Linked DNA regions of Mus musculus: all the other regions are linked to region 1. A link is a contact called in public promoter capture Hi-C data. All regions are on one chromosome and are shown on one strand. The core of a region is the stretch at or near the end of the contact, and the rest is flanking DNA. Distances in the headings are between cores, read along the strand shown. Region 1 holds the start of Rgs9 (regulator of G-protein signaling 9). Region 2 holds the start of Abca6 (ATP-binding cassette, sub-family A (ABC1), member 6). Region 3 holds the start of Prkca (protein kinase C, alpha). Region 4 overlaps Cep112 (centrosomal protein 112). Region 5 holds the start of 1700023C21Rik (RIKEN cDNA 1700023C21 gene).

Region 1 (6,148 bases), core at 1,629-4,128:
GTCTCTTTGTTGAGGTATTGTTTACAAACAGCAATGGACTCTAATTTGAGCAACATAATTGAGTGTTAATAGATGAATTCGCCAGTGTAACCACCAATGCCTATTAAGGTGGTCACCTTTACAAAGATTAGTTTGTATGTATAAATGTATGCATGTAAGTGTGTTTGTGTGAGTGCACGCCTGTGCGTGGGAAGGCTGGACACACATGTTCATATGTGTGGGTGTTGTGGTCTTGGGTGTCCTGCCTTACAAGCCAGCTACTTGTTATTTAAGATATGGTCTCTCATTGGTCTGGAGCTCGCTGCATAGGCTGGGCTTGCTGGTTAGGTATCTCTAGGGATCTGACTGTCTTCTTCCAGTACTGGAGTTACAAGTGTACTTAATGCTCCGTTTTTCTTAGAAAAAAAAAAAGTGGGTCTCTGGGGATTGAACTCAGGTCCTCAGGGCTGCACAACAGGTACTTTACCCACAGTGCTCCCCTCAGTATTGAACATTTATATTTCTTGGCATTTCCCCTTCTGCCCATTCCCATTCCATCACAGACCCAGCCCTTCCAAACTGCATCAGTATTATGATCTGGTGTCCAGTGAGCTCCCTGTCACCATCCTCCAATCCTGCTGACTCCTGCTTCTCTATCCTCTCTCACTTGCTTGAACCCCCTTTCCCTTCGAGACCCCATAATGCCCCCTCATCACAGTTGCCATCCACTCAGACAAAAGGCCTTCCCAAAGCACTGTGTTGTGCCGTCTGGTTTTCGACATATCTGAATTGTGTTTTGCACTGGTTTTATGCAATTATTCTTTCCTTCCATGAAACTGTAAGTTCCTTGAGACAGAGATGATGGGAATCACAGCCTGTTTTGAATGCCAGGCCTTTCGGCACAAAGCCCAGCACACAATATAATTGTTGTTTAAATAGGTTAACGGCATCAATTTCTTTTCCAGGCTGCTACCTAAACCTTTTATATCAAATTACATATTGGAGCATTTTGGAAGGAACAGAGACTTAGCTCTGCGGGAGAGCCCCAGAGACACTCTTGCCCTTGGGAAGGCCCTGGCCCAGCTTGCCTCAAGGGGCTCTCACCTGCCTCACAGCTCCTGTTGGTTTCTGCCTGTACTGTTTGCTGGCTTCTCTATGTTTTCTGGCTTCCTCCACTCATCTTTCATTTCTGCTTCCCCCCTGAATTCAGCTCGCAATTCACCTCAGATTCCTCTTGTCTCCATGTCCCATCTCTCTGGCTCTGGTTGACATCTGCAAAGGTAATATAATAAATACTCTAAGAAGCGTAACCTAAGCTTTGTGGAACCACATCGCAGGCTGAGGACCAGCCTCTGGTACACCCACCAAGCATCTCTGGTCCAATAGGCTAAGAGAAAATCCTCCAAAATATGACTGCTTCACAGGGAAGCTTGAAAGAAGAGATGACAGTGAGCAGCATGCTCTCTACGACGGCTCCTATTCTAGAGCTGAGCACAATTCCTTACATTTTCGATTTTCCTCATTGCTGAATGACTTAAGCTCCCAATCCACCCCCTTAGGAAATCACCTCTATTTTCCTTACTCAGAATTTATAGAACTAAGAAATGCTGGCTTTATTTGCTTATGTGTATTCCGTGTAACACTAAACCCAGAAGTTGTTCCATGAGGAAACGTCAAGACATTGCAGCTTTTTCCTGGGATCCCAGCTCACATAAGGAACACGCTTCTCAGAGGTCTGGTATGATTGGCAGAAACCCCGGTCCTCTGCATCAACCCATCCCTGGAGAGCTCACATCCTTTTCACTGAAGTTTGTGATGTGGGGGCTTCTGCATGGGGCCCAGGGGAAACGAGCACTTTGACATTGTTTGCAAACTGGAGTCAGTGTTATGTGAACATGTGTGTGAGCATGCTTTCTGAGAGTGTCCACAGCGTTCAACGGATTCTTACAAATAAATGTGCCTGAAAGGAAAAAAAAATAGTGGATAAGGGCTTAGATGCTAAAGGTATACCAGTTGACTGAGCACCACTAAGGCGAATCCCTTTGTTCTTTTTCAACTTAAACATGCGAGATGCGACATTGTATATCTATCCTGCTTGTGTAGACTAAGTGGAGGCTTCATCCTTTTTTTTTTTTTCTGGATATATGCCAATATAGGCTCATCAATTGGTGACACATACCAATCTCCCCAGACAGGTTGACCCTGGAGGGGGGTTATGAATGTGTGGAGCAGGTGGCCACTCTGGAGGCATCTATTCTGTCCCATCTGCCCAATTTTTAGGTCAGTTTAAAAGTTCCTTTAAGAGTCTATTAAAGACAAACAAATACAAGTATCGGGAATTAGAAGTAAAATATAATTTGCCTAAGGGCACACAGTTAGCTAAAGAGTGTCTATGGGCTTCTTCACTTCTTCCTCTCTTGAAACCAACATCTTACTAGTTAGTCTATTTGTTAGGCCAATTAATAAAAGTCTACATCTGGTATTTTTTTTTATCTTAAATATCTATCTAGGAACAATCACAGCGTTGCTCACTTATCTATTAGAAGCTTCATGGACACTTCTATTGGATACCATGAAACTGTTTAAAATTTTCTCTTCTCTTATAAAGAAATTCTTAGCGCTGACTTACCCAAAGATGTCCAACTCTCCTGCAAGCTGGCGTCGGAAAGCTCCTTTCCCACTGTGCTCTGTCTCACTTCTGTATATAAAGAGATTAACAGGCTCACACACCTTGGGGCAGATGCTCTAGCTTCAGCATCCCTGATCTGGCCTTCCTACCTGAGGTTTGGTCCAGGTGGAGCCGGACGCCGCCCCCTGGTGGCAGGTGGGAGCCCGCGCAGTGCATGCTAATGAGCGCGCGGCGCTGCTCGCTGATTGGTTGGCGCGAATTCCAGCTGCTTTGCATGTCGGCGGGTGCGAGGGAGAGTCGAGGGGTGGAGGGCGGTATTCTGGGCCCTGCGCGCTCCGCTCTCTGTGCCTCCCGGTCTACGCCCAGGCTGGGGCAGACCAGGCTGGCTTGTGAACTTGGGGGTTTCCCCTTTCGCTCCCATTCGTGTTGTGGTCGTGAATTCATCCAGGGTCCAGAATGACGATCCGACACCAAGGCCAGCAGTACAGGCCGAGGATGGCATTTCTCCAAAAGGTACCCTGGGAATCCCCATCTGGACCCTGGCAAGTGGGCGGGGACCCAGTATGTGGAGTGTCCAAGGGAAGATTGGGCAGGGGCAGAGGGCGTCCATCTAGGTCGATCCGCGCTGCCCAATTTTACTAAATGACTTCTATGTGGCTCTATGTGTTGTATTTAAAAACCATAATGATTGGGTTTTCGCGTAAACTGTAGTGGAGAATTCGAAGGCAGCCGTGATGGTCTGCTGCAGGCCAAAAACAACCTGTTACTCAGGAGAGTGCTTGAAGCTGCGCGGTGATTTGAGACAGCCTATATTGTTACAAGGAATCGGCTATTAAATGAACATTTCCCCCAATACTAAACAGCAGGATTTTTAAGTGTGTGTATGCCTGTGTGTATAAAAAGACCAGGAAAATGTGATTTGTGGGATCAAGAGCCTCCCCTGATCCCAGGATGGCAATCTGTGTGTTTTCTGTATAGTTAGAACCGTTTCTTGTCGATGGCTAATGGCCAGAACAGGGTGTCCGTTCCCGATGGACATGTGGGAGGTGGAATGTACCTATGGGGTGACGTGTTTGGGGACAAAGTGGTTCATTTAGTTCTGGGCTTTTAAGTTAGACAGTGTGGGAAGAGACACTCACAGGATTAAGTCCCAGGTCACTTGTCTGCCCTACCTCTGGCTCATGCCACTTTTCATAGGATTATCCTGTTGAGGGAATTAGCCCGATGGATGTTCTGTGACAAGCTGGGCCCTCCCTGCCTTGAGCCTCTGGAGCTTAGCAACTGGGTGCAGTTGGTGACTAAGTATCCTAATCTACAAGATGTTAAAAGCTGGACAGACCTGGGCACACCAGGACATTCGGCACACCTGGTCATCTCCCCGAGAAGCCAGATAGAAGAGATGTAAGGGCCATGCCGTAAACAGAAGGGAACACTGTCTCACTCAGGAGAGTAGACAGTGCAGCTCCCAGCTCCTGAAAGGACAAGAGGCTGCCCAAGTCTGGTGGTCCAAAGTCGAACGTCATTTTCAGATCGTGTCTAGGCTGGTCTTCTCCTGCCGTGCAGGACGGCCCTGGCTTGGAGCTTAGAGCACCTATCTGTAGCACTCGTGTGTTTATCACTCCCATGCATCCTTTCCCTTGGCCTTCTGAGTGGTGTCTTGCTCTCCAGCATCCTCCCCCCACACCCCCGGCATGCTGTACCTCCACACAATCTTCCTCAGCTCCTCCTCAGACCCTCTCACTTCCTCCCCAGCCTGTCCTCTGATTCTCTCCATCCTAACCTTCCCCCCTCACCTCCACCCCAGCCTCCCCTTCTACACCCTGTCCAGTCCCATCTAGCCCATCTCCCCTTTACTCCCAGCCAAACCTCTTCTTCTACACAGCCTCTGCATTCACCCTACTTCATGGTCCTCACTGCCTCTCCCCTCCTCCCTGACACCCTTCATACACATTGGTTTTCTTTCCCACACTGAGTGAGTTCTCATATAGGATGTTCCCCCCACCCCTGGCCCCATTGGCTTCCTAGATGCACAGGACACTGTCCACCCTTTGCAGCCTGGTTGCTCGGGGCCCAGTTTCCACCATCTCCCTGGCTCTTCCTCTTACTCAACTCCCACTCCTGCCCTCCAAGGAGAAGAACAAAGCAGGCCAGCCACCCTAAGCTGTCACTCAGAATGTCCTCATTTCTCTAGGACCCCATGCTTTTACAGAAAGATCCTTTCCCCCCTCTGCCAAACTCCCGCTCCTCTGTGAAGCAGGGTCCTTCTGACTCCATGGGGAGAGCAACTTCCCTCTCTGGATCTACAGACTGTGTCCTCCTCACCCACAGTATTGTTCTCCTAGCTGCTTTGTCCTGGTAAGGATCCTGTCTGCTTCCCATCTGTGCCCACTGGGGTCTTGAGTTGGATCACAGAACCCCGTAGGTCAGAGGACAGAACAGAGGTCTACAGAACCTCAGGAGCCTATGGTAGAAAGTCCTCAGCAGTTATCCACCTGAGTTAGTAACCAGGCTTTCAGAAAAAAGGCCGGGACCAGCAGAATGCGGACCCAGGTGAGGTACTATTCTCCACTCCATCAGTGTCCAAGGTGGGCAGGGCTTTGCGTGCATTGTCTTGTTTTGTCAGACAGTTGCCATTGTCCTTTACAGAGAAGGATACTGAGGCTCAGAGAGGTTAAGTGACTTGCCAGGCACACAAGCATAGGTGGAACCTGGAAACAATACAGGCACGGCAAGTGTGATACAATGATCAGAGTCTTCTTCTGGTGTGGGATAGGGGAGGGGGCCTGCATAACCAGGGGACATGGGTCTGAGAACTGAAGGATAAATGGGGGAGTCTAGGCAGAGAGAGAGAGAGAGAGAGAGAGAGAGAGAGAGAGAGAGAGAGAGAGAGAAAGAAGAAGAAGAAGGAGGAGGAGGAGGAGGAGGAAGAGGAGGAGGAGAAGGAGGAGGAGAAGGAGGAGGAGGAGAAAGAGGAGGGAGGAGAAGGAGGGAGAGAGACAGACAGACAGACAGAGACATAGAGAGACACAGAGAGGAAGGAGGGGGAAGAAGAAGGAGAGAGGGAGAGAGACAGACAAACACACAGAGATAGACAGGGAGACAGAGAAAGGAAGAAGGAGGGAAGGAGAGAGAGACAGAGACAAACACACAGAGATAGAGAGACAGAGAGAGACAGAGGAGGGAAGGGGGGGGAGGGACAGATAGATGAGACTGCAGGAAGAGAGGACAACATGCACCAAGGTATGGAAGTGCAAAGACACAGGGGATCTGGTGAGTCTGAGGGTCTGTTGGCCCTTCGTAGACATATTTTAAAGCACAAGAAACAGGCAGAAAGGTAGAGGGAGCAGGGGAGACAATAATGAGCCCGATAATAATGAGCCCCCAGAATGCCTTGAAGGCAGTTTGATCCCCTACCCACCCTAGGGAATCATTGCAAAGTTTGGAACAGACAAATGATGTGCCTGACTGTAAGCTAAGATGACCACTGTGGTGAGACAGATGGATAATAAGCTATCTTCATTTCCCCCGAGTCCAGCAAGT
Region 2 (6,148 bases), core at 1,127-3,626, 950 kb before region 1:
TCGCAGTGATTGGACAAAACATCTATATCCATATTCTTCCCTGGAATAGAAGATGTGAGATTTTTTTTTCTAGACTGTATTTAGCAGTCATGCAGCACACCTAGATTCTTGTAGGAAAATGAGTTGTAGATTGTCCACCTGTCAGTGTTAAAGACTGAATCACAGAAAAACTGAGACACCAGAGGCCTAGATCTTAATCCAATATATTCCAGATGTACTTCGTTACCTGAAATGCTACTCATGACGAAATTTTAAATTCTCTTTTTGGTTTTAGAACCTACTGGGTATACCCTCACTCTTCACTTAGTTTTCCAATTGTTTATTACTTTTTAGTATCCTTTATTCTTTTTTGTTTGTTTGTTTTGTTTTGTTTTGTTTTGTTTTGTTTTTGTTTTTGTTTTTTGTTTTGTTTTTGTTTTTTGGTTTTTGTTTTTTGAGACAGGGTTTCTCTGTATAACCCTGGCTGTCCTGGAACTCACTTTGTAGACCAGGCTGGCCTCGAACCCAGAAATCTGCCTGCCTCTGCCTCCCAAGTGCTGGGATTAAAGGCGTGCGCCACCACCCTTTATTCATTATTTTTAAGTTTAGTTATACATCTCAATTTCTAACTTGGAATATATTTTTCCCAATATTTCCAGGTCCTAGCTGGAGGCTGCGTCTGTCTTCCTCATCATGTTAGGTCGCTATTTGTAGGATTATCTTTACATTCAAAGTTAAAAATAGTGTCACCACAATAAATGAGGCATATTAAAGAGAACAGCCTAGCTCCAATTCAGTGAGAGACACTATCTCAAATAAATATGAGAAAAATAGGCCAATAAAACACATACATAAAACAGCGAGAAAGCAGTAAATATATTTAAGAAATTGATGTTATTAAAGCTGTGAGTTTTAATAAAATTTTAAGAAAAGCAGAATAAAAAAAGATTTGCCTCTGACTCTTTTGCCCACCCTTGGGACCCTTCTCCTCCTGTTGGCTCGACTCATCCAGCCTTGATATGAATGCATGCGCTGAGCCTATGAGTGCATGCGCCTAGACTTACTGAACTTTTATGGCCTATTTGATTGCTATCCCTGGGAGGCCTGCTCCTTTCTGAAGGGAAATGGAGGAGGACTAGAACTTGGGAAGAGGGGAGATGTGGGGGAGGGACTGGAAGGAGTGGAAGTAGAGGAAACTGGGGTTAGGATGTAATTTATGAGCGCAAAACAGACAAACAAGAAATTAAAAAAAAAACCCTAGCAATTAAATGCACAATATAAAACTTCTAAGAAAGAACTTTTCATTAAGCATTAGCTACCAAAAAATAGAATATAAAGAATCAAACAACTATGGCAATAAAATTAATAGAAATCTGAATTATATTCTAGGCTACTTCAAAAGATTCGTTCTACTATCGAAACAAATTTTTTAAGTGTTGTGACATTTTCCCCCTACAGTCCTGAGGCCTTTAGAATACCCTTGTTAACATGTTTGTTTTGACAGTTTTCAAGATAAAAGGCACGCTATTTCACTTGTGTCTACTTTTAAAAGTAGAATTAACTGCCAAGTATATTATCATGGCTGGAACTGTTACTGTCTTAAACTTGTCCCCTATACTCTGGAACATCTCTCTGATTTAGATTTAGTAACACATGTGGATAAAAGAGTCCTGACAAATATTTGAGATTTCTCAACTCCTGGACTTCGCTTTTTCTGTTTTGACATTTGCTGTGGCGGGTCAAAAGTTTTCAGTGCCTTTCAGATACACTGTGCAGCAAGGACAGAATGGAGTTCAGGTAGGCTAGTATTAGTGCATAAAAATTGGAAATCTTTTATGTATTTTAGTCACAAGATAAATCTATTTTATTAATGTACTTAACCCATAAAATCCCACACAGCTGTGACCAGAGTAGGAGAAACATGTTTTAAAATAGTATTTCATTTGTCTACCGTCAGACTATCTCCAAGGCAGAGATAGGGATTGCTTTACCTTTAAAGGAAAAAATAGAAAAGAAGAGAAACTCCCAGCTTCAGCAACTTTTCCCAGTTAGTGTGAGTTTGCCAAATTGAAAACTGACGTCTATGTTTAGCTATGCAGAGTGAGAAATCATGAAAACTTGTATTTCTCATACAAGTCCTTAGATAACATTTTTATTCTAGGGTTTTTGTTGTTGTTGTTGGGTTGGTTTTTTTTTTTTTTTGTTTTTGTTTTTGTTTTGTTTTATTTTGATTTTTTGTCTTCTTTCCAATCTTGATCTCATCATATCTGAAGGGCTTGAGCAAGTTTTCCTTATCTGCTTTATTTTTTCCGGAGTTGAAAGGGGGTGAATGAACAGACACAGGGTTTGTTTTATTCTCAACCAATCACAGAACAGGGTTTTCCCAGGAGAGAGAGAGAGAGAGAGAGGACACAGAAAACAAAACAGATTCATCATGTGCAGCCTGGAGTGACCACATCCCCTTTCGGAAAGCAGTGTGCAAAGGAACCGCGGAGAGCAGCCACCTACTTAAGAAATGTTTACGGAAGGAGAGAAAGTGCTCAAAGGGATGCACTAGGAAAAGAAGCCTGCCTGTTCCGGGAGTGCGAATATTCCTCAGTAGTGAGTGAAGCTTACTGCTGTTTTTGTGCTCTGCCGAATAAATGGGTGGATATTGCCAAGTTCAATCTGTTATTCAGATGGTTTGTAGACACTTAAGTATCTTAAAGTGATTTAAGAGCTAATTTTTATTTCCCCCGCCCCAACCGAATTTTATTTCGAAAATACAGCTGTAGATTCTAGCTTGCTTCCATTGTAGCCAAGGAAAGAACTGTATTGCATTTTGTCATGTAAATTTAGGAAAGATTAAATTGAAAGATCATGAAAACTAAAATGGGTTTTAAAATTTGTTTATTTGAAAAATTGCTGGGTAAAACTATGTTCTCTCTCTTCTTTTTCTTTCTTTCTTTTTTCCTTCCTTCCTTCCTTCCTTCCTTCCTTCCTTCCTTCCTTCCTTCCTTCCTTCCTAACTTATTTTGAACTTTGCTTTCTGCATTTTGAGTGTCATTTCTATTTACAAAGTTGAGAGAAGCCTTATTCTTCTGGTGAGTCAGAATCAAGTAATTTCGAGTATTGATTATTATTTTAAAGCTCAGTTCTTCTGGTAAGAGTTATTCAGTTAAATTTTTATTATATTTAAATCTGAAGATAAGTATTATGAACATATTTCACTGGGATTGTATCCGATGAATTTATCATTCAGGCGAGTTTAAGCAATCAAAATTTTGTTGTTGATTTGTTTAGTTTTTTTTTTTTCCTAAAATGCAAGGAACAAAAATGAGTGTTGATGGGGTGAAACCAAGAGATTACTTTATTCACATCATTGAATTCTGATCTAAAATATTATTATATGTGTTCTGCACCCTAATGGCGTCCCCCCCCCCCATTGGAATGTTCTGTTTTATTGTAGAAGTGTGATGATAACCACGCCCTATCATCACCGTCACCCGTCCCTCCACATAGCTTAAAGAGAATGCATTTGAGGTAAATTTAGTCTTAAATCGTTGCATTAATATTTTACATTGCATTATAGTTCTTAAGTGTGGTAAATATTTGAGTCAGAAATAGAGTCAAGGTTTTTCCAACTCCGCTTCTGGTTTTGGTTTATTGTTTGTTTGCTTAATGAGCAGGTGAGGCAAGTATGAAGGAGCTAAGTGTGCACGTGCGCCAGCAGACCCGCGCCCTTCTGCACAAGATTCTGCTCAAGAAATGGCGGAGGAAGAGAGAGAGCTTATTGGTAGGTGCAGACATTCCACCCTCTCCTCAGCCTCCTTTCCCCACCTGAGTTTCAAATAATATTTCAAAGATTACAGCTTAACCAGCAGGCTATAGTTATTACTTTTGAGGTAGGTACTTCTATCTATGTTTGTTTGATTGAGAAACTCATAACGGTCTGTGACCAATACCATAGAACTTAGTAATATATATATATATATATATATATATATATATATAATTTTTTAAAGGGATAAAGGAAAAATTAAATTGTATGGTAAAATTGCAGCAAAGGTTAAGCCATCCCATACTCTACAGTGGGATACAAAGTTAGTAAGTATAAATTGAGAAAATTTTAATATTATCGTTTTATATCCAAAACTATTGATTTTCTACGTAAAGGTTGTTTCCAAGGATATAAAAGAGTAACGTACTAAGCCAATGCTTTGAGAAGTGGCGAACAGTACAAACTTCAGTGGCTTCCCTGTGACAGATGTTCAGTTCTTATAATTTTTAGTACAGTCAGTATAGAAGAGAAGCAAGCCGGTGAGAGAAAGACTATTTCCCTTTATCCAGGGATCTAGGTTTCCTCATCTGGGAATCTGCCATCTCCTCTGGTCCTGGTAGCCGCCGCTGGATTACTCATAAGGCAAGGAGGGAGAATTGAGGCAGAGAGTATAGTAGGTTGGGTCTGCACACAGGCCTGGGGGTGGCGTGTACTGTGTCTGCCCATTTTCCATAGGAAAAAAAACTCAGTCTTCTATTCCCATTGTATCTAAGAGTATGCTCTAGTCAAAACCTACAGGTTTCAAGTCATTTATACTATATGAACTTAAAGTGGTCACTTAAAAAAATGAACATAGTGTCAATATTTAAAAGTGAATTCCAAAGATGAGGACGTAAGTGATTTGTTCAAATAAAGTCTGGCATTGTTAAGTTGAAATGTTTATTAATGTAAAAATTCAACGGAATCTTCTCTTTATACATTGTCTTGAGAGTGCTTTGTGGTAACTGTTTGCTTCATATTTTTCTGGTATGTTTGTCAGATGAGGGAGAGGTGTTCTTGGGCCTAAAAGAAGTGTGTTCTAGCAACATATCAAGAAGAAATTATTGCTATGCTTGATTTACTGGAGAGTATCTCCCATGCAGTTTCTACTAATTTCGTTTCTCTCTCTCTTTTCCTCTCTCTCTTCCTCTCTTTCTTCCTCCCTTCCTTCCTTCCTTCCTTCCTTCCTTCCTTCCTTTTTTCTTTCTTTCTCTTCCTTCCTTCCTTCCTTCCTTCCTCTCCTCTTCCTCTCTTCCTCTTTTTCTCTCTTTCTTTCTTCCTTTAAGACAGAGTTTCACTGTATAACAGAGCCCTGGCTGGTCTGGACTTGCTTTGTAGAGCAGACTGGCCTCAAACTCACAAGCACTTCATCTGACTATGTCTCCCTAGTGCTGCTGAGATTAAAGGCATGCACCACCATGCCCAGCCTGAATTTCCTTTTGTTCCTAATAAGAATATGATAACTACCCAGAAACATTGTGATTTGCCAGCATGAATTCTATGTGGAACATTTGTGCCTTATGTCTAGAATTGGCTTTCTGGGCGATCGAGATTTTCACACTATTAAGTATACCATTAAGTTTCCAGATGACTAAGGAAGTCGTTCGTGACTTAACAAAAACTTTAGATCAGAGAGCGATGCAGGCGACTGCTACCTCAGTGTACATCCTTTACTGAGTTTTCTTCTCCCTGAAGATGAACAGCAATGAGAAACCAATTACATGGAAAATTTGAACTTGTCTCCAAAGTTCTTTAGCATTGACCAATTTGAAGGGAAACAAATCTAGGCTCATCGTTTCCTCTTTGAAAAAACTGTTTTATAGGAATGGAGCATACCAATTATTATAGGACTGCATATGGGTCTGTTTTCCTACTTGGCAAGAAATATTCAGGTCCTCGAAGTCCCTCCTCAGGATCTTGGAAGTCTAAATGAATTTAATGGATCTTCTCTAGTAGTTGTATATACACCGATCTCTAACATAACCCAGCAGATAATGAACAAAACAACATTTGCTCCAACTATGAAAGGTAAATATACTATTGAGAAAAAACAATTAGTCTCATTGGTTTATAGTGTTTAAAATATATGCACGTATTAGTTTGAAGTTCCAGTTAAACATACATCTAATAAATTCGAGTATCAAGATACCATATAATCTACGTAGGCTTTTATTTTTCTTTTACAAGATCTTAATCTTTTTCAGCCTAATGGGGGTCCAATTTATGGAAGCCTGTGTTTGTCTTGGAGCATAACAAAGCAAGAAACTTACAAATTTTCAAAACAGCAACTCGGAGAAATGTAGCTCCTATGAATCTGTATGCTTTTAGCATGAATATGCAACGATCAATATTTATAATTTGCTAAAAATC
Region 3 (6,148 bases), core at 1,869-4,368, 950 kb after region 1:
CTAATTTGCCATCTTACCTTTCCCCATGCTTTCTACATAGTAAGTTGAAAAAGCCCAAATAATGACAGGATTTTTCAATACTTAAGCAGTTCGTACTGCCCAGTTTGAAAAATGGCTCATGTGGAATTCAGAGCAGGTGGCTTCACAGAACAAATTGTATCCTGCACGTCAAGACGACCAACATTAAGTAAACCATTCTCGTTTGAAAACATTAATTCAAGACCCTGACTTTGACCCTGGCACCAAGCTCCTATGTCACCATAGCGTAGATGACACCTCTCCAAGGAGTGCTGACTTTACTCTTCAACATCAGGGTAGACATGGATGCTGCATTCCACCCATTATCTTCAGTTCTTTTCTGGTACCTTCTCTAGGAAACAACATATTAAAGACAATCACCAGCACTGAGCACTGTCCCCTCAGGAGGTCACTTCCTTAGTCTTCTCCATTGGTGGCTAGCGTGAGGGAATGGGGACCAACCATTCCTATCCATGCTAGAGGCGCAGCTGTATTGCTCAGTAACTGACAATTCTCCACTCTGGGTGCACCACTCACTCTGGGCTGAGCGAGCTTAAATGAAGGCAGTTGATGCAATCACACTCAGCCCAGCTAGCAATCAATGGGCTTTCAGTTAGCCATTTCTCTTCATGCTCACAGGACAGAAGCTAGCAAGTAGAGCCACAACCGGAAAGGAAAGAGACATGGCCTCCCTCCTATCTACGCACAGTCAAAAGCAATCACTTCTCTCCCCACCCCACCCCCACAGAAGATGCCAGGCTGATGCCCAGCCTGCCTGGCTCTTATTTATATTCAAGAATGCACAAGGCAACCCCACCCTCCATTTCTCTCCGCTTCACCCTCAGTGAGCCAGGGAAATAGAAGCTTGTCTTTATTAAATATTTGAGGAAGACCCCTGTCCCAGATAAACACGGCTGAGTGAAGGGTTGTGGCTTCATTCCACCATGCCCCATTTCAAGCACAATTATCAACTAAACATGGATGGTTTGAGACACCCATAATGTGTTTTTTTTTGTTTTTTTTTTTGTTTTTGTTTTTTTATTTTACAATTTGATCCATTTTCCTAGTGTGCTTTGTTCTTCATTTTTCTCCTGCCTCTTCCCTGCTCGCCTCCTTGGCCTGGAAGTGCTTAAATTCACTTTCCACAGAATATCACCAAGCACCAGCAGTACTGGCTGCGCTGTGTAGCCCTATCAACTTGACACAAGCTGACACCAGTTGAGAAAATACCTCCATAAGATTGGACTGTAGGCAAGCTTGTAGTGCATTTTCCTAGTGACTGATGGAGGAGGGCCCAGTCCATTGTGAGTGGTGTTATTCCTGGGCCCATGATCCTGGCTGAGTAAACCAGTAAGTAGCAATCTTCCATGGCCTCTGCAATCAGCTCCTGCCCTCAGGTTCTCTCCTGGCTTGGCTTCTCTCAGTGGGCTGTGATTCAGGATATGTAAGCCAAATAAACCCTTTCCTGTTCAAGTTGCCATTGGTCATGGTGTTTCATCACAGCAGTAGTAACCCTAAGACACTTGCTCACCAGATTGTAAATGGGTCAGTGAAGAGCCTGGTCTACTGATGGCTATTCAGTTGCCTGCACTTGTTTAAATGTAAAAGCTATCTTTTCGTCAAGAGTCACAATTAGGCAATCTTGGAAAAGGATAGTCCTTCGTGGCTTATGGGATATGCTGTGAGCTAGTATTTCAGGCGATTTCCCTCTTTTAAAGTCTGCACTTGAGATCTTACATTCCTGATCCTCTTGGGATCACTGGCTGGTGTTACCATGTCCAAGTTCAAGTATGCACATTGTCTTAATGGATTTGTATTCTACAATAAACGAAGCTGATGCGATGGCTCATCTCTGTAATTCCAGCACTCAGGAGCTGTGACAGGAGTATTACCTCGAGTTTGGGACCACCCTAGGCCGATTGGGACAATGAACTTCTTGTTGGTAGAGGGTTGCTCTGTCCCAGGTTTAGAATCCTCCAGGCAGACCTAATAAATATTCAGCAGGCGCTCGGACAGCCCAGCCCCAAGTGCGCCCTTTGCATACATATCCATTCCAGCTACCCCTTCACAAGCAGTTTTACTTGGTAATTTACAAATGTTCTGGCTGAACTCTACACCTGCCAGTATTTCAGCAATTAGCTTAGGATGCAAAATGATTTCTAAGTTAAGGTTCTGGACATGTAAAATCAAGAGAGCCCGATCATCTTCGGGCACCACAGCTCTGATAGCCAACGAATAACATCACAAACCAGGGCAAGCCCTTTGGCATCTTACCGGGTTATTACGACTGTCATACAAATCTATATAATAAGCAGGTGAACTGCAGGTCAAAGATCGAAGGGATGTAAGAGAGCCGGCAATCAGTTATTCAAAACCGCTCCCTTTTACCGACTCGGAACTGAGCGAGGGTTAGGGTTTGGGCATTTTAGTGGCATAAACGACTAGAATGACATTTTGGTCAGGTGAAAGGTTAAACGGGAAAGAGGCTGATAAAAAGCCAGCAAACCCCCCACCCCCAAATGCCTGTGGGTCCAGGTAGCTAGACAAGGAGCTACCTCTGTACCTGCTAAGGTGGCATGGGGGTGGGGGTGGGGAGCGCTCCGTGCCGGGTTCCTTCGGGGCACAACTTCCATCCCAGAAAGAGGAAAGCATGAGCAGAGAAGCGTGAGTGGGTGGAGGAAGGTGGGGAGAGGAGGAGGCCCGGCACCACGAGCGGAAGGAGAGGAGGAGAAAAAAGAGGGAGGAGGAAGCAGAGGAAAAGGGAGGAAAAAGAAGCGGGCGGCGGAGGAGAAGGACCCGCCCCTCCCGGCTTCTTCCTGGGCTGGGCATCTCCAGGGCCTCTCCCCGACCGCCGCCCTCGGCAGTTGGCGGGGCTCACAGGGGCCCCCCAGTCTGCGTGTCCAGCTCTGTGCAGCGGAGCGCAGAGGCCCAAGGCTCGCCCGGCGCGCGTCCCCGTCCCGCGCGCTCCTACTCCAGGCCGCGCGCGCGCGTGCACACATACACACGCTAGCTCTCCGGGCATGCGCAGTGGGCGGCGCCGCTCCGGGCCGCCTCTTGCCGCCGCGAGTAGGAAGCGCGAGCGCCGGGCGCCGGGCTGTCAGTGAGCGTGGGGCCAGCCAGCGAGCCAGAGAGCCGGAGAGAGCCAGAGAGAGCGGCTCGGCTCCCAGCTCCGAGTAGCGCAGCGCCCGCCCGGCTCTCCCGGGCCACCGCCGCCACCACCGCACCTCATCAGCACCGCCACCTCGGCCGCCGCCCCCGCCCACCCCGGCCCTCCCCGGCTGCTGCTCCCCGGCGGAGGCAAGAGGTGGTTGGGGGGAACCATGGCTGACGTTTACCCGGCCAACGACTCCACGGCGTCTCAGGACGTGGCCAACCGCTTCGCCCGCAAAGGGGCGCTGAGGCAGAAGAACGTGCATGAGGTGAAAGACCACAAATTCATCGCCCGCTTCTTCAAGCAACCCACCTTCTGCAGCCACTGCACCGACTTCATCTGGTAGGTGCGCGCGGCAGCCCTGGGGACCCAAGAGCCACCTTTGCCCCGGGGCTCAGGTCTGCTTGTCCCCGGGACTTAAGCTCGGGGACGTCTCTGAGCCCCGGCGCGTCCTTACTCTCAGGGCCAGGACTCCTCCGAGAACTTAGAGTGCCTGGCCGGAGTCCGAACTCTCGCCAGGAGTGACAGGCGCGCACCCACGCGGGACACTCCCTGGAAAGTGGCCCGGCGCTGCCACGCATGCCCTGGTGCCCTGAAGGGACGCTTGGCTCTGCACGGGGTGACTCGGATGAGGGGGAAGGTCCCCTCGCCTCTCCTAGGGCGCACAGGTCTTCCCTGTCACCAAGCGGAGCGGTCAATGGGCCTGATGGGAGCGAAGGGACAGGAAAGAGAGATTGCTGGAGTCAAAGTGGCCCCAGGACGCGCAAGAAACACGCCCGGGAGTAGCGGGGAGCCGCGGCGCGCCGCTCCAAGTTGCTGGCGAGCCAGGCTGGGCGCGTTCCGGGGAGTGTTTGTGCCTCGCGTCGGGCTGGGACTCCGCTGGAACCTTGGGTCCCTGCCTACTGTAGGCTGTTTCTACTGGGCACGGAGACTTTGACTTTTCTGGCCGAGCCCAGAGTGGGGAGAGAGGGGAGGGAGAGAGATGGAAGGCAGCAAACTGTTGAAAGCTTGCCGTGGGGGAGGAGGGCTAACCCGGCAGGCAAATGGCAGAGGGCAGAGGGAGTCATTTAAAATAGACCCTGTCAACAGGAGATTAAACCTGTAACCCAGTTGATGAGGACAGAGGGCTTATTTAAGAAAAATACTGTAATGGCTAAAGGTGTCCGCGCTCAGGTGATTTCCACTGAACGCCAAGCGTTGGCAACTGAGGGGCTTGATAAAAAGAAGGGTTCAGGGATCTATCTCTCTGGAGCCTGTGAAATTAGGTAAAATTGGATTTATGCAGATTTATGTTTTTCTTTTTAAATTTTTTTTGTGAGAGAATTACAGCTTTCATCAGATTTACAAAATGTCAGTCCCCCCCACCCCCATCATATCTTAGAAATCGTCCCCCTCCCACGACTTTGAACACCAAGTGTCAGCTTTTCCTGGGGATACCCTGACTCTTTTGTCCATGTGTTTGGAGTAAGAAGTACCTTAGAAGCAAGAACTATGGCCAGGGCTCCTTAGCTCCCTCCTGGGCAGGGAGCTGCAAGGGGCGAAGCGCACCTAGACACCAAGCAGTCAGCCTTATACATAATGGGGTATCCTAGTGGCTATAGGACAGATGGTGCTGAATCCAGGCCACCCAGAGAAGAGAATTAAAAGGGGACCCCACCATCAGTGTGCCAATAAGATGCCCGATTTTTCCTTTCTTTTAAGAAATCATTCAGCATGGCACCTTGGTGAACAACACAACCACTTTACAGTCTCCATAGAGTAGTTAGCATCTGAAGCAATCAAGCTCAAGGAGTGGGTGACGGTAGATAAGGCTCCTTAAGATGAGTCTCTAGCACCGGGGTAAGGGAGGATATTGCATTTGGCAGGTTGCAGCCTCCCATGTTAACCGCGAGATTCTAGTCAAAAGGGACAGAGTGATAATTACTTCTACAGGAAGTAGATACATTAGAAAAACGACGTACATTTTTACCAAGCTCACTAATCAGTCTCCACTCTCACTGCCCAGAGACCCAGTCTCAGGCCAACTGATGAGATCCTCAGGGTACCGGCTTCACTGCGATGTGAAGAGAAAGGTTCCCTTTCCCTCCTGCTCTGAATAGCTCCACACAAGCACAAGAGCCTCATTTAATCTGAAAGCAGTCAGTTGGATGGCCAGGCAACCCCACCAAGACCATCTTGCAGTGGATTTAATTTCTCTGGTTTCTTTCATTATGGCTTCTATGAGTCTTTGGTTTGCAATTTAATTTCAGTATTTAAGCACTTGTATTTTAAAGCTAAATATTTGAACCTAGGGTTTTTTGGTTTTTTTTTTTTTTGGGGGGGGGTAGGGTGATGACATTAAGATAATTATAAAGGAATGTAGAGTGCTTTGTAAGTTTAAAATGCTCTGCAAAGCAAGAGATTATGAGCCACCTCTGAGAACATTTTGATGCAGCGTGTTCTGCTGGAACAGTGTTTGTAGTCAAATATCCATGTCAGGACTCTGTGCTTACAGAGTCAATTCTCTAAAATGATTTACAAGAGCAGAGTAGTCTCAGTATAGACTTTGAATGCCAGTGGTTCTCAGTGAAAATTGGACCACAGATAATCTCAAACACAAGCTATAGCAGCGATGTTACACCAAATCGGATTCCTTCAGCAGCCCAGATGAACTGTAAACAGTGCTACTATTTGACAGTTCTTAGACACATACTATTTGGAACAAACTTCTAACAAGCTACTTTTTGGTTGTCTTTAGGGAGAAAAAGTTTCTTTGTTTTCAGGACTAAAAAGTAAGCCCCTGCCCACCCCCATCCCCACCCCCAATTTTTAAACCACAAGCTCCCTTTTGTCAGAGTATTGTAAGCAACAATTTTAAGTTTGAAGTCATGTTCTTATTTTGAAATTTAAATACCAATCACAAAATGGAAAAGACCAGATAGATAGAAACTTGGTAACAGTTCAGCGGTCCTTTATAGACAGATTTACTTGGTTATTTTT
Region 4 (6,148 bases), core at 1,333-3,832, 840 kb after region 1:
TGACAGCAAGGAAGACAGTGCAGCTCTAATACTGGAATACTATGAATTCCAAAAGGAGAAAGCAAAATAAAATGGATACAATTTTTATTTTTTTGGTTTTTTGAGACAGGGTTTCTCTGTGTAGCCCTTGCTGTCCTGGAACTCACTTTGTAGACCAGGCTGGCCTGGAACTCAGAAATCTGTCTGCCTCTGCCTCCCGAGTGCTGGGATTAAAGGTATGCACTATCACTTCCCAGTCCAATTTTTAAAATATAGTAATAAAATACCATTCTAGATTACATGGAAACAGACCTGGGCATGGTGGATATGACTGTAATTCGAGAGCTACAAAGCCTAAAGCAGGAAAATTCACCATGAATTTAAGGCCAGCCTGAGCTACAAAATTCCAGATCAGTCTCAGCTGGAAATTATTCTAGTTTGCTTTCTGTTGCTGTGATAAAAACTGTAACCAAAAGTAACTTAGGTAAGAAATTTTATTTTATCTTACACTTCCAGGTCACAGTCTAGCTTTGAGGAGGTCAAGAAAGGAACTCAAGGTAGAAACCTGAAGACAAGGACTAAAGCAGCAACTATGGAGATCACCTCCCCTTCCTGGCTTGCTCCCTAGCTTCTAATCCTTGCTTTCTTATACAGTCTGAACCATCCTGCCTGGGGAAGATGCCAATCAGAAAGCTGGGCAATCAGCTTGTAATCAAGAAAATGTGTCAAAGACATACCACAGGCCAATCTGAACAAGGTGACACTCCCTCAAATAATTCCAGGCTGTATCACTGGATGAAGTTAACAGATGAAGTTAACTAGGAGAGAAACACTACGGAGAGAGACAGACAGACAGAGACAGAGGGATAGAGGGGAAAGAAAAAAAGAAAAGAATGTGTACAGAAGGGAAGCCTGAAAGCTGACCTTCAGACGCCACCATTGCCTGGGATGAACACGGTGGAAACTGAAGGCCTATCTGGTTTTGATTCCAGAGATGACCAAAGGATTTCCAGAGGAAATCAAAGTCAGTCTTCTCACCAAGAAACCAAAGACTCAGCTGGAGATCTTGCTCTTGAGAAAAGACTGCAGTGGGTACGGCCATGGTGCCATGTAGCTTCTCTGTAGTACTCAGAAGAAACTACATCAGAGCAGTCATCCGGGCCTCTGGCTCGCAGTCTTCCCAGCCCTCTGCCACGATGTTCCCTGAGCTTTGTCGGAGGCTGTGTGACAGATGTACCCACTGAGGTTAGGAGCTAAACTGTCAGTTGGTCTCTGAATGTTGGCCAGCTGTGGGTTCTGGGGAACTTGTCATGTACTGAAAAAAGATTTGTTGAGAATGTATACCCAACTGTCTACGCATTCCTGATGTCCTTAGACTTCATGCCTGTGGGTATAAGGGTAAGGATTTAAATGTAGCAATAGGTTCTCCTCTGGATCCATAACCTTGCCAGCAACAGGAGGAATCTCACAGCCTCCAAGCCTACATGAAGAGCTACAGACAGTTAATGGCTTCTGGAAGAGGAGAATCAGTCTTCTCCAGGGAAGAACTGTTCACAGGTTTCCAATCCCTCGTGATCAATCCTAAACATATACATACATAGGACTCAGCAGTGCATGCATATGTGTGTGCACATGTGCATATGTGTGAATATGCACAAAATAATAACTAAGAGGTCATGAATTGAAAGGACAACATGGGAGAATCTGTGAGAGAGGGAGGAGGAGGGAGAAGCTGTGAGAGAGGGAGGAGGAGGGAGAAGCTGTGAGAGAGGGAGGAGGAGGGAGAAGCTGTGAGAGAGGGAGGAGGAGGGAGAAGCTGTGAGAGAGGGAGGAGGAGGGAGAAGCTGTGAGAGAGGGAGGAGGAGGGAGAAGCTGTGAGAGAGGGAGGAGGAGGGAGAAGCTGTGAGAGAGGGAGGAGGAGGGAGAAGCTGTGAGAGAGGGAGGAGGAGGGAGAAGCTGTGAGAGAGGGAGGAGGAGGGAGAAGCTGTGAGAGAGGGAGGAGGAGGGAGAAGCTGTGAGAGAGGGAGGAAGAGGGAGAAGCTGTGAGAGAGGGGGGAAGAGGGAGAAACTGTGAGAGAGGAAGGAGGAAGAAATGATTTACTTTCAGTACTCATACACAACATTCTAAAAAGAAAGTTATAAAATCATGTCAAATGATTTCCAAAAAGGATTGCAATTAGTGCAGCTGGAGAGTCAGCCCAATATGCAAGACTATGGATCTGAATTCAGATGCCCAACAGTGGGGCACATGTGTAACCCCAGAGCTAAGAGACAAAGATAAGCAGCTACCCTGAGTTCTCTGACCAGCCAGCCAGTCTAGCTGAACTGGTGAGCTCTGAACCTTCAAATTCAGTGAGAGACAATGAAAACACACACACACACACACACACACACACACACACACACACACACACACACTCACATGGAGACATTTGTGATCAACCACTCTACTCCACTCACTGGCACACTATGCACACACCAGTACACACATAAACAAACATATCATAGCCTCAAAAACCATAAACTTTAAACCAAGTTTATGCTGGTTTAGTAACTAAATTGTTATGTCCCTCTTATCTGTGATGACCATGCAATGAGTCATATCCCAAGATGGAGTACTTCACACTTCTTGAATTTCGTGTATAGCCTCTCCACACTGTATCTAGGTTGGGTTTGTGATTCGTTTTCTTTAATAAAACACACCAAACTGAAACTCTGGTAGTGCTAGGACAAAGCCTTAAGGTAGCCCTGGAACAGCCACTTTTACACAATGAAATGCTGCGTATCCATTCAGAAGTCTGAATGCCCTACTGGAGAGAAGAGAACATCACATGGAAAGGCCACATGGAAAAGTGACATGAAAAGGGAAAACTCTGACACTGCATGGCAAAATGACCCCAGCCTTCAGAGCTAAAACAGTCTGCTAGCCACCTAACCATCCCACCACCAAGATGCCAACTGAAGGAGTGAGCTATTTTCAACATTACTGCTTTGTCTAGTTTCTAGATCAGTGCAGGCCAAACCAAAGAGGGAGAGTGGTTCCACTCAGTCCAGCCAGTCAACACATAGACAAAGCAATAAAATCATTGTCCTTTTACTTCTTAAGATGAGTCATTACAGAGTTATATACCAATAAGACAGAAACTAGTTCCTAGAAGCAGTTAAATAACTAAAGCCTACAGCAACAAGTTCTGTGGTAGGACAGGCACCTGGCAGAGGTGGGAAGAGTTTACGTACTACCATGAAGAAGGCTGAAAGGACATGGAAGAAAATGATATTTAGCATAAAACAAAAGACCAATCCACATGGTCTGGAGACAGAAAGCTTGGTAAATATCACCTTAATATGGAAAATAAAAGGTATATTTAATGAGTTTTATAATACTAGACTAAAGATAATCCCAGGTAAATACTAAAATGCAACTAACTTATTTTAGCCTAATCAGAAAATGTGGAAAGAAAAAAAAAAGAAAGAAAGGTTTCAATTTCCAGCAAGTACACACTAAAGACATTCCCAACCCAGGGCTTGTGACCTTTAAAACAAACAATTTCTCATTCTCAGTTTCTCATACCAACAAAAGACCCCAAATTAAGACCTGAAATTCAAGCAAGGTTTGAGCACTACCTGTATAGAAAGGCAGACTTGCCAGGGTAACCCTGTGGTGAGACTGAGAAGGTGGGAAGCACACACTCACATACAGAGTCCTTTAAGATAAGTGTGTGCCTCACATACAGATCCATAGGCACACAAGCTCTCTAAATCTTGCTGAGGTTTTCTCTCAAATATTCTCAGCCAAAAGTCAAAAGGTAAAAATGACATATCTCTAAGAGAGATTAAATGTGGCTTTGATAGTGTGAACCCAAAAGGAATGCACAAATATCTATGGCCACTGGACTCCAAAAGGGGGAAAGCTTCTAAAAAAGACAAACTAGGAAAATTACTCAACTAGAAAAGAAGGAAAACTCAGGGAGCCTAAGGATAACACAGAGCCAGTGAGAAGAGCCATGTGCTATAGAGAATTGTTCCCAGGCCTTGAAATGTGATGAGGGAACACCTAGCATTTGCCCATCTAGATTTCAGAGTTGTTAGACGCCAGTGACTCCTTTGTGGCTCCCACAAGGTTGCTTGTAGGAAATGTCTACTGAGGAAACATCTCTCATCATTGTATCCTGGGTGTGTGGAAAGGTATGTCTCCAAGAAGATATAATGTTCAATACATACACAAAAAAGATGCTACCAATCCCAAATGTCTATTAGGGAATATAAATTACAACCACAACAAGATATATATCCTACATATATTACTATCTACCCATAAAAATGGATGCCTTTACTCACCTAGTACTCCTGGTACAATTCTATATTATAAGAAACAGCAAATCTTTCCAAAGTGTTACATATATTTGGAGACTTTCTAATCAAAACTCTCAACAGAGGTATGTATAGAAAAAAATAGAAAGTGAACTAAATTGTAAAATTTATATTGAAATGGAAACAAAAATTGCCTGAGTGTGCTACTTTGAAAAAGAATAGCCCCATAAACCATATATTTGAATGCTTAGTCACCAGGGGATGGCACTATTTGAAAGGATTAGAAGGATTAAGAGATTGGGCCTTCTTGGAGCAAGTGTGTCACTGGGGAATGAGCTTTGAGGTTTCAAAAGCTGATACCACACCCAAGCCTAGGCTCTCCCTCTGCCTCTGCCTCTGCCTCTGCCTCTGCCTCTGCCTCTGCCTCTGCCTCTGCCTCTGCCTCTGCCTCTGCCTCTGCCTCTGCCTCTGCCTCTGCCTCTGCCTCTGCCTCTGCCTCTGCCTCTGCCTCAACATCCACCTCTCTCTCCCTCTCTTTCTCCCTCTCTCTTTTCCTGTAGAGAGGATGTAGCTCTAGCTACTGCTCTAGCACTATGTGTGCCATGCTGTCAACCATGATAATCATGGACTAAATGTCCAGTTAGTTGCTTTCTTTTATAAGAGCTGCCTTGGTCAAAATGTCTTTTCACAGCAAAAGAACAGTGACTAAAAACGCAGGTAATCTTGAAGAAAAAGACAAGGCTACAAATGGTAACAAAATCTCTGGAATTGTTTTAAAGCCACACTACTTAAAGCACTACAGCAATTTTACTTTGTCTCCAAGGTGATTCTAGATCCTATAAAATTGAGGAAGAAAACCAACATTGACCTGTGACCTCCTCATGCATGCAAACATACATACATGTATGGATATACATCTGCCCACACACACAAACACACAAAAGACACAAATCTTGTCCATAGCAGCAGGTAGAGCTATAGCTCAATCAATAGTGGAGCACATTTCCAGCAGGTAGTAGGACCTGGGTTCAATTCCAAGCACTATAGCATTAACATAAAGACAAACAGAAAAATCTACAGGTGAGAAACAACCCACACAAGTAAAATTCCTTGATTCCAAAAAAACAGCATTAAGCACAGCAATGAGGAAAGAATAGCTTTTAAAAAAACAATTCCAGATCAAATGAAAATCTCTGTGACAACTCAGGAGATTAGCTATGATCCCTACCCCATACATATATCAAGTCTAAACTTATCACATATCTAAATAAAAAAAGAAAAACCAAGATAGTTTCTAGAAAATATCACAGATAACCATTCCCATGATCTCAGGGAAAATCTCAAATACAACACAAAAACAGACACCACTAACAAAACTACATCCCACGATGATTGTTCAATGGATAGTTTAATACTCTCCCTTAATGTAGTTGAATAATTAGGCTATGGGGACTCTATGCCATGAGTTGGTTTGTCCTTATAGTAGGAATAGATTTGCTATAAAACAGCAAGTTTAGATCCCCTCCTTCTCTCTCTCTCTCCCCCCTCCCTCTCTCCTTCCCCTTCTTACATTCTATCACGGATGACATAGCAAAGCAGCTCTTTCAGGGTGCCAGCATCTTGACATGACATATGTCAGCCTTCCAGAATTGTAAGCCAATAAGTTCTGTTCCTTACACTATCTAAGCAAACACGGTTGGTCAAGGCAACATCAAATGTAGTAAGAAGCTCCCCCCATGAAGATGAAAATGCAGCTGTCAAGATTTAAAGGAATTTGTGTTTGGTGTGGTGTGGTGCGGTGGTGTGGGTGTGCACATCTGCAGTACACACACGTGCCAATGCAGAACTGGCATCAGGT
Region 5 (6,148 bases), core at 1,830-4,329, 550 kb before region 1:
TCAAACACAGACAGCCACCTGCATCTGCCTCCCGAGTGCTGGGATTAAAGGCATGCATCACCTTGCTGTGTTTCTCTTAACAAAAGTCCTTCTCCAGCCTTTAAAGTGAAACTTCTCTCTCCCTTTAAGGCCCTGTCAAGTCTCCATCTCTATATAATAATGTGTAGTTTCTGTCTAATGCTCTTCCACCCACAGCAAGGTCCAGCCACGTCCTTGAGGCTGTCTGATTCAGATAAGCCAAATTCTGAGAGGGAACTATGAATTATGGGTCAGCTTCCTTTCCAGACTGCCCACTGCAGCTTCTTTGATTGTATTTGTCAGATCTTGTTCATTTATTTTAATAATTACAGTGTATCAAACTGTGCTCCCTCCCAAGGGATATGTAGATGTCTCTAGACCTATGAATGTGACCATAATTGGGGAGGAAGAAACTCAGATGTTGTTAGTTTAAGGGGATGGAGTTGGATTCTACATGGCATCCTCTTTTCTATTTTTATTTTGTAATTTTTTCAGTATTGTAATTTTTTCTTGATTTTATCGTCTTGCTGATCTTGTCCCAGTTTGGATAGACGATGGTGTGATTTTCTTTACATATTTTGCTTAGTAGGACAAGATTCTTGAGCCTGTCCACTGATGTCACCTATGAACAGGGAGATCATCCATCAGGCTCTCTTCAATTCTTCCCTTATTCCCCCTCCTTCCGGCAAATCAATTATACATGTTAATTTCAGAAAATTTTTCTGACAATTTCTGAATTATACATGTTAGTTTCAGAAATGTTTCTCATGCTTTTTGATGTTTTCCATTCTTCATTTTAATACCCTCACTCTGATTTATTCCCCATCCTTTAACGACCATCTTCTAAAGTGGTTTTATATAACTCTCTATAATAACAACAGAAAAAAAAATTAAGGACAACTTGCTAATCATTTCTTTTTCTGGTTCTAATCTCCCATTAAATCCACCTACTGTGTTCCTAATTTCTTATTTTTTAAATCAATAATTTTGACTTGACTCATCTTGTACATAAATGAGATCGTTTCCAATTTCCCTACTGAAATTTTCCAGATTGCAATCTATTTTAAACAAATTTAACATACTTATTTTAATGTCTGCATCTCACAGCAGACCGGTTTCCTTTCTAATATCAGGTCAGTTGGCCCTGTTTCTGAGCATGTCTGGTAATTTTTATTTGGCTGTCAGACATTATACATTAAAAATAATATGAAGCCCCAGGCTGGAGATTTAGCCCAACCATGGAATTGTTACCTTAAATAGCATGTGTGAGGTCCTGGGTTTGATAGCCAGCACTGAAAAACAAAAACAAAATACAAACAAACAAACAAAACTAAACCAAACCAACCCAAACAAACGAAAAACCTGGGGAGATTATTGGTAATGTTATTTTCTTCCAAAGATGATTAAATAAATATTTAATTAAGTCACCTCCACCTGGAAGTGCTGCTGTGTATTTATTCAAATGCTAAATACTGGCCCCCCAAGAGCACATTTTTACCAAAGGATGTTGTATAAACCTTGCTCCCCAATTCAAAGCTATTGGTTAAATGTAAGTGACTATAGCCAATTACTGGGGAGAATAAATGTGGGCGGGGCTTCGGCTACTGGGCTGGGGATCACAGGTAGGGTCCCTGAGAGGGAGAGAGGGAGGAGGAAGGAAGGGAAGGAGAAAGTAAGGAGGGGACAGGAGGTCTCAGTTAGACTAATTGGGCCAGGGGCACGGTGGCAGTGGCAAGTGAAATGTCCCCTGAGGACAGACTGATGGAGCAAAAATAAGCCCGGACAAGACTCAAACTGCTAGCACTTGGGGAGCAAGGCTGGGGAATTAGACAGTCTAGCCTTAGAAAAATAGATTAGAGGTAATTCGCTCAGTAATTGTGTTAAAGTTGATTAAATAAGTCTAGTAGGACTCTGTCTCAATTATTGGTGGGGGGGGGGGGTGGCTGCCAGGGTCAAATTAAAAATAATAGAGTAACTGATAACATTTATAAGCAACATGAAAACTGGTGAATATCTCTAGTTGCCCTGGAGCCGGGTGAACAGTACTTTAGGGGGTTGGTCTGAGAGCCCAGGGTCCTTCTCAAACCCTTCGTTGGACGCTTAGCAAATCTGCCCTGGGATGCCTACCAAACCTGACTTAAGATGCCGCTTATCTGACCCTCCCAGGAAGCTTATCAAGCTTTAAAATCAATCAATCAATCAATCAGTGCTTAGTTGTCCCACAACCTCCATCCAGCGCCTTGCTCTGCTACCCTCTTCTGACAGAAAGATTGTAAGAGGCAGAGTTGGTGTTGGGCTGACTACCAGGAAACTGCTTTCTGGATATCGCAGGACAGCTGTACAAATGAACTCACAGCAGTTGAAACAGCACGCACAAGACCTTGCGCGCCAGCTCAAGCCAAACAAAATCCCAGCATGGAGCGCGGAGGTGAAGTCCCACCCCTAGCTAAGGACCCATTGGAAGCTGCAAGCTTCTGGGAGAGGCAGTTATTTTCTTCAGTACTGTGGCCCTCTCTCTGGTGGATAGAGCAGCCCCCAGAGAGAAGACCATACATCCAAGAGCATATGAGATACAAACTGTATTAAATGAGTTGGGGGGGGGGCACAAATTTGAGTGGCTAGGAAGGAGGAATGGACCTTGAATGGTAGGGGAACAGGGGTGAATATCATCAAAATGAATTGTACAAAATCTTCAAAGAATTAATAAAAGAAGGAGGAAAAAAATAGAAGCGGATGTAGAACACAGAGGTCAGGAGTCGGCAGCTGCTTCAAAGGGAAGCTACACTTAGAACATGCTGCTCGCTCTCCTGCCCTTTACTTTCCCGGGACTCTGGCGTCTGCAGTCCTGGCTCCCTTGGTGATGCTCAACTCACCCATCTGTCCCCTGCCAGCACAACAGCAACAGACTGCTCGCAACCTCATTTGGTTCTCAGAGACCTGTGGTGTGGCAGACAAAGACCCTGAGGGGAAGAAACCAAATGTGGCACCTTAGGGTTTTTTCTGCTTCTCAGATTTCTTGGCCCTGAGGCCTCAACTGGTTCGGCTGCCTCCTAACCGCCACAGAAAGAGTTTTATGTTGTTACATTACAGTTGTTGGGCTCTATGCACCAGGCAGTTACGTCACAGCTACTGGATTCTGCTCTGCTGATGTGACCACAACAACGGAATGTCACTGAAGTGGTCATGCCTGTGTTCCACTTCAACATGGTTTACAAACACACAGAGCAGCCATGTTCATGATGGACACCAGCTGTTGTTTTTCTTTCTTTCACAGAGTCTATTTTGAGATGTTTGTTTGTTTGTTTGTTTGTTTGTTTGTTTGTTGTTTGTGGTGGGGATTGAATCCAGTTTCTTACACATTCACAAGAAGAAAGAAAACTACTCTTAGCGGCCCTGTGGACCACAGGACATACTTAGGGCTTAAATATGAGTCTCTTTTAATATTATAAAGTGTTGTCGCTTGTGTATTGTTCTTGGGGTTTTGTGGCAGAGGGTGGGGCTAGCTGATGTCTTTGATTTCTTTGTCTTGGGGTTTTGTCTGTTTTGTTTTGCTTTTAGATTTATTTATTGATTGATTTATTTGTTTGTTTATTTATTTAGTGTGAGTACACTGTCCTCAGACACACCAGAAGAGGGCATCAGATCCTATTACAAATGGTTTTGAGTCACCATGTGGCTGCTGGGAATTGAACTCAGGACCTCTGGAAGAGCAGCGCCTTTGTCTTAGTTTTAACTTCACACTTTCTTTTAACTTGCCTTTTCCAGAGCATTTCTCTTCTCATGCTTTTATCTTTGTAGTCCGTGTGTCACTCTGTTAAATATGTCTCTTTCCTCTGCTTAGACTGGGTCTGATTCTGTTTTGTTATCCAGTCATGTCTTTTTTAATTATAGTATTTAGCCCATTTATAGTAAATGACTTGCTAGATGGGGCTGATTTTAATTTACTTAAATGCATTGCTTTTTGTACAAGGTTCTCAATGAAGTCCAAGAGAGAAAGTGACTACAGAAAACTTACATTCCATCAGGATTTGGGTCTCTGTGGGTAGGACTTGATAAGGATTCATGTATTTAGTATTCCCTGGACGTAAACATTTTGGCATACTGAATATTTACGGTCAAAGAAAATCACCGAGGAATAAAACCAGCATACTGCTCTTGCAGGGTCCTGAGGAGTCACAAGCCAGTTAGTGTGGAGGATTTTATTTTTCCCTTGTACCAACAGACTCCTCCACTCCCCTGGCTGCTAGCTGTCGGCAGCTGGCCCTCCTTCCAAGAATCAAAGGAGTTCAAGTGTGTGACATTTGGGACTCCCTCTGCTGTGCAAAGCAATTGGAAAAAAATCTGTTGTTTTATAGTCCTGGAGCTCCAAGCTGCCCAAAGGGAGGAAGAACTTGTAAGAAGGGACCTTCATCTCAGACCGTCTCTTCTCTGTGCTAATAGAGGAACTTTGGGAAGGAAGTCTGAGGGTATAGTTCAATTGGTAGAGTGCCTGCCTGGCATGAAGGAAAGTCCTAGCTCCCGTCCCCAGCATTGCACTAACCAGATGTGCTGACAACATGTCTATAATCCCAGTATTTGGAAGATAGAGAGATCAAGAATTCAAGGTCAGCTACATAGTGCTTTTGAAACCAATCTGGGCTTTGGGAGATCCTATTTCAAAAATTAATTAACTAATAATGAAAGAGTTTCTGTGGACCCTTCTCCCTTGTTACAGACAGTGGAGTTTCCTCACTTCCTGTTTTGTCTGGCTTTTCAGGTTACACATTTACATGGGAAGGGGCAGGGATGATATAGGGGTCTGACTCAGGAGACAGTGAAAAGGAAAGGGATGGTGGGATACATCTATGGCAGAATAATATGAGCTTCTCAGCACTGTAACAGGAAAAGTCCCTGGCTTGTCCTTCCACCGAAGGACGGCTCACAAAGATTAAATCCCCATTACAAACCAGTCTGAGATGCTAGAGACTCCAGCTTGAGTCTGTTAAGCCCTAAAAGGCTCGACTGACACAGCCCAGTACAGTATAGCTGCTATTCCTTAGTTGATCATCAAGACTCCCTCAGGTCCAGTTCCCATTGGCAGTCTTATATCAACCAGAAGTCATGGACACAGCTTTGCATCTTTCCAGAGCCATTTCACAGGCTCCAAGGAGTGTGTGTGGATGGAGAGAAAACATGGACCTGGAACTAGAGAGTCTTGGATTAGAATTTTCTCTCTACCCTGAGTAGCCATTAGACCTTGAAATGTTCTCATCCATGGGTTGACACTGCCCAGTGAAGTTGTCATGGCTCTCCAGAGGACGAAAAGGTGGTGTCAGGAGATACGCAGATTTTTATTTGGTTGGTTATTTTGTTTTAAAGAATCCTGGATGGTGGATCTGTGTGATGGTGGTGATTTTGTAAACCCAAATTCTGACCAGGAAAGCCAATGACTATGCTAATAAACCATGAAGTGCCAAGGCTACAAAGAAAGTCAAAAGCAAAATTTCCTCCTGTTCAGGGTTGTCAGGCTTTGACAGACAGGATGTAGCCCATCGAGACTGTAGAAGAAAATGTGCTCGAGTTGTAGACTACCACATGGATTTAAAGGTCAGTGCCATCTGAGTACACCCTCACAGAAACATTTGAACAATGTTTTGGACCAACTATCTGGGCATTGTAGCACCGTAAGTTAAACTATAGAATCGTTCACTACCGTGATGTATTGATTACTTTTCTGTGACTGTGGTTAAATACCATGACCAACAGCAAGCTAAAGAAGAAAATGATTTATGTTCTCCTACAGTTCCAGAGTCCAGCATTTCAAAGAGGGCATTGCAACAGTCAGGGGATACATGGTTAAAGGAGCAGGAAGCTAGCTTATCACATGTTCATCCATACACAGGGGGAGGGAGGGTGGATAAACGGATGGATGGATGGATGGATGGATGGATGGATGGATGGATGGATGGACAGACAAATGGAAAAGTACAGATAGATGATGATGATGATGAAGATAGATAGATAGATTGATAGATTGATAGATAGATAGATAGATAGATAGATAGATAGATAGATAGATAGATAGATTGATAGATAGATAGATAGATAGATAGATAGATAGATAGATAGATAGATAGATAGATAGATAGAT

The links. Promoter capture Hi-C pulls out the DNA fragments that hold promoters and counts their contacts.
Region 2: a contact with region 1 is called in a promoter capture Hi-C map of hematopoietic stem and progenitor cells, with 3 times the contacts expected there. The contact joins the promoter of Abca6 here to the promoter of Rgs9 in region 1. A contact is called at or near these places in 9 of 39 promoter capture datasets (the HPC-7 cell line, frontonasal cranial neural crest, hematopoietic stem and progenitor cells and 6 more) and 2 of 9 other capture datasets (embryonic stem cells and liver).
Region 3: a promoter capture Hi-C map of liver shows a contact between it and region 1, with 3 times the contacts expected there. The contact joins the promoter of Prkca here to the promoter of Rgs9 in region 1. A contact is called at or near these places in 10 of 39 promoter capture datasets (cranial neural crest, embryonic stem cells, hippocampal neurons and 3 more), 1 of 484 Hi-C or Micro-C datasets (rod photoreceptor) and 1 of 115 datasets of contacts at active chromatin or transcription factors (astrocytes).
Region 4: a promoter capture Hi-C map of trophoblast stem cells shows a contact between it and region 1, with 8 times the contacts expected there. The contact joins the enhancer-like site here to the promoter of Rgs9 in region 1. A contact is called at or near these places in 16 of 39 promoter capture datasets (the 3T3-L1 cell line, 3T3-L1-derived adipocytes, cranial neural crest and 9 more) and 1 of 9 other capture datasets (embryonic stem cells).
Region 5: a contact with region 1 is called in a promoter capture Hi-C map of embryonic stem cells, with 3 times the contacts expected there. The contact joins the promoter of 1700023C21Rik here to the promoter of Rgs9 in region 1. A contact is called at or near these places in 16 of 39 promoter capture datasets (the 3T3-L1 cell line, the C10 cell line, the HPC-7 cell line and 10 more), 4 of 484 Hi-C or Micro-C datasets (CD4 T cells and embryonic stem cells), 1 of 115 datasets of contacts at active chromatin or transcription factors (regulatory T cells) and 1 of 9 other capture datasets (embryonic stem cells).

What each region holds. Positions count from the first base shown.
Region 1 is chr11:109,294,911-109,301,058 of GRCm38.p6, reverse strand. It overlaps Rgs9 (regulator of G-protein signaling 9), which reads left to right and starts at 2,878. Exons shown (of 19, transcript NM_011268.2): 1 at 2,878-3,121. The coding sequence starts at 3,065. It overlaps Gm39441 (a long non-coding RNA gene), which reads right to left and starts at 2,829. Exons shown (of 3, transcript XR_880277.3): 1 at 2,609-2,829.
Region 2 is chr11:110,248,004-110,254,151 of GRCm38.p6, reverse strand. It overlaps Abca6 (ATP-binding cassette, sub-family A (ABC1), member 6), which reads left to right and starts at 2,376. Exons shown (of 39, transcript NM_147218.2): 1 at 2,376-2,580; 2 at 3,648-3,754; 3 at 5,602-5,806. The coding sequence starts at 3,659.
Region 3 is chr11:108,340,858-108,347,005 of GRCm38.p6, reverse strand. Prkca (protein kinase C, alpha) reads left to right here and starts at 3,118. Exons shown (of 17, transcript NM_011101.3): 1 at 3,118-3,511. The coding sequence starts at 3,339.
Region 4 is chr11:108,456,220-108,462,367 of GRCm38.p6, reverse strand. All of the region lies in intron 4 of Cep112 (centrosomal protein 112), which reads right to left. Among named protein-coding and RNA genes, the nearest start is that of Cep112, 34 kb to the right of the region's middle. Within about 2 kb of position 2,582, at least 8 of the 459 cell types and tissues checked have an H3K27ac peak or open chromatin away from gene starts, as enhancers often do. A contact at or near this core is called in trophoblast stem cells, where this site is marked.
Region 5 is chr11:109,842,809-109,848,956 of GRCm38.p6, reverse strand. 1700023C21Rik (RIKEN cDNA 1700023C21 gene) reads right to left here and starts at 3,079. Exons shown (of 3, transcript NR_045909.1): 1 at 2,892-3,079; 2 at 1,270-1,310; 3 at 481-640.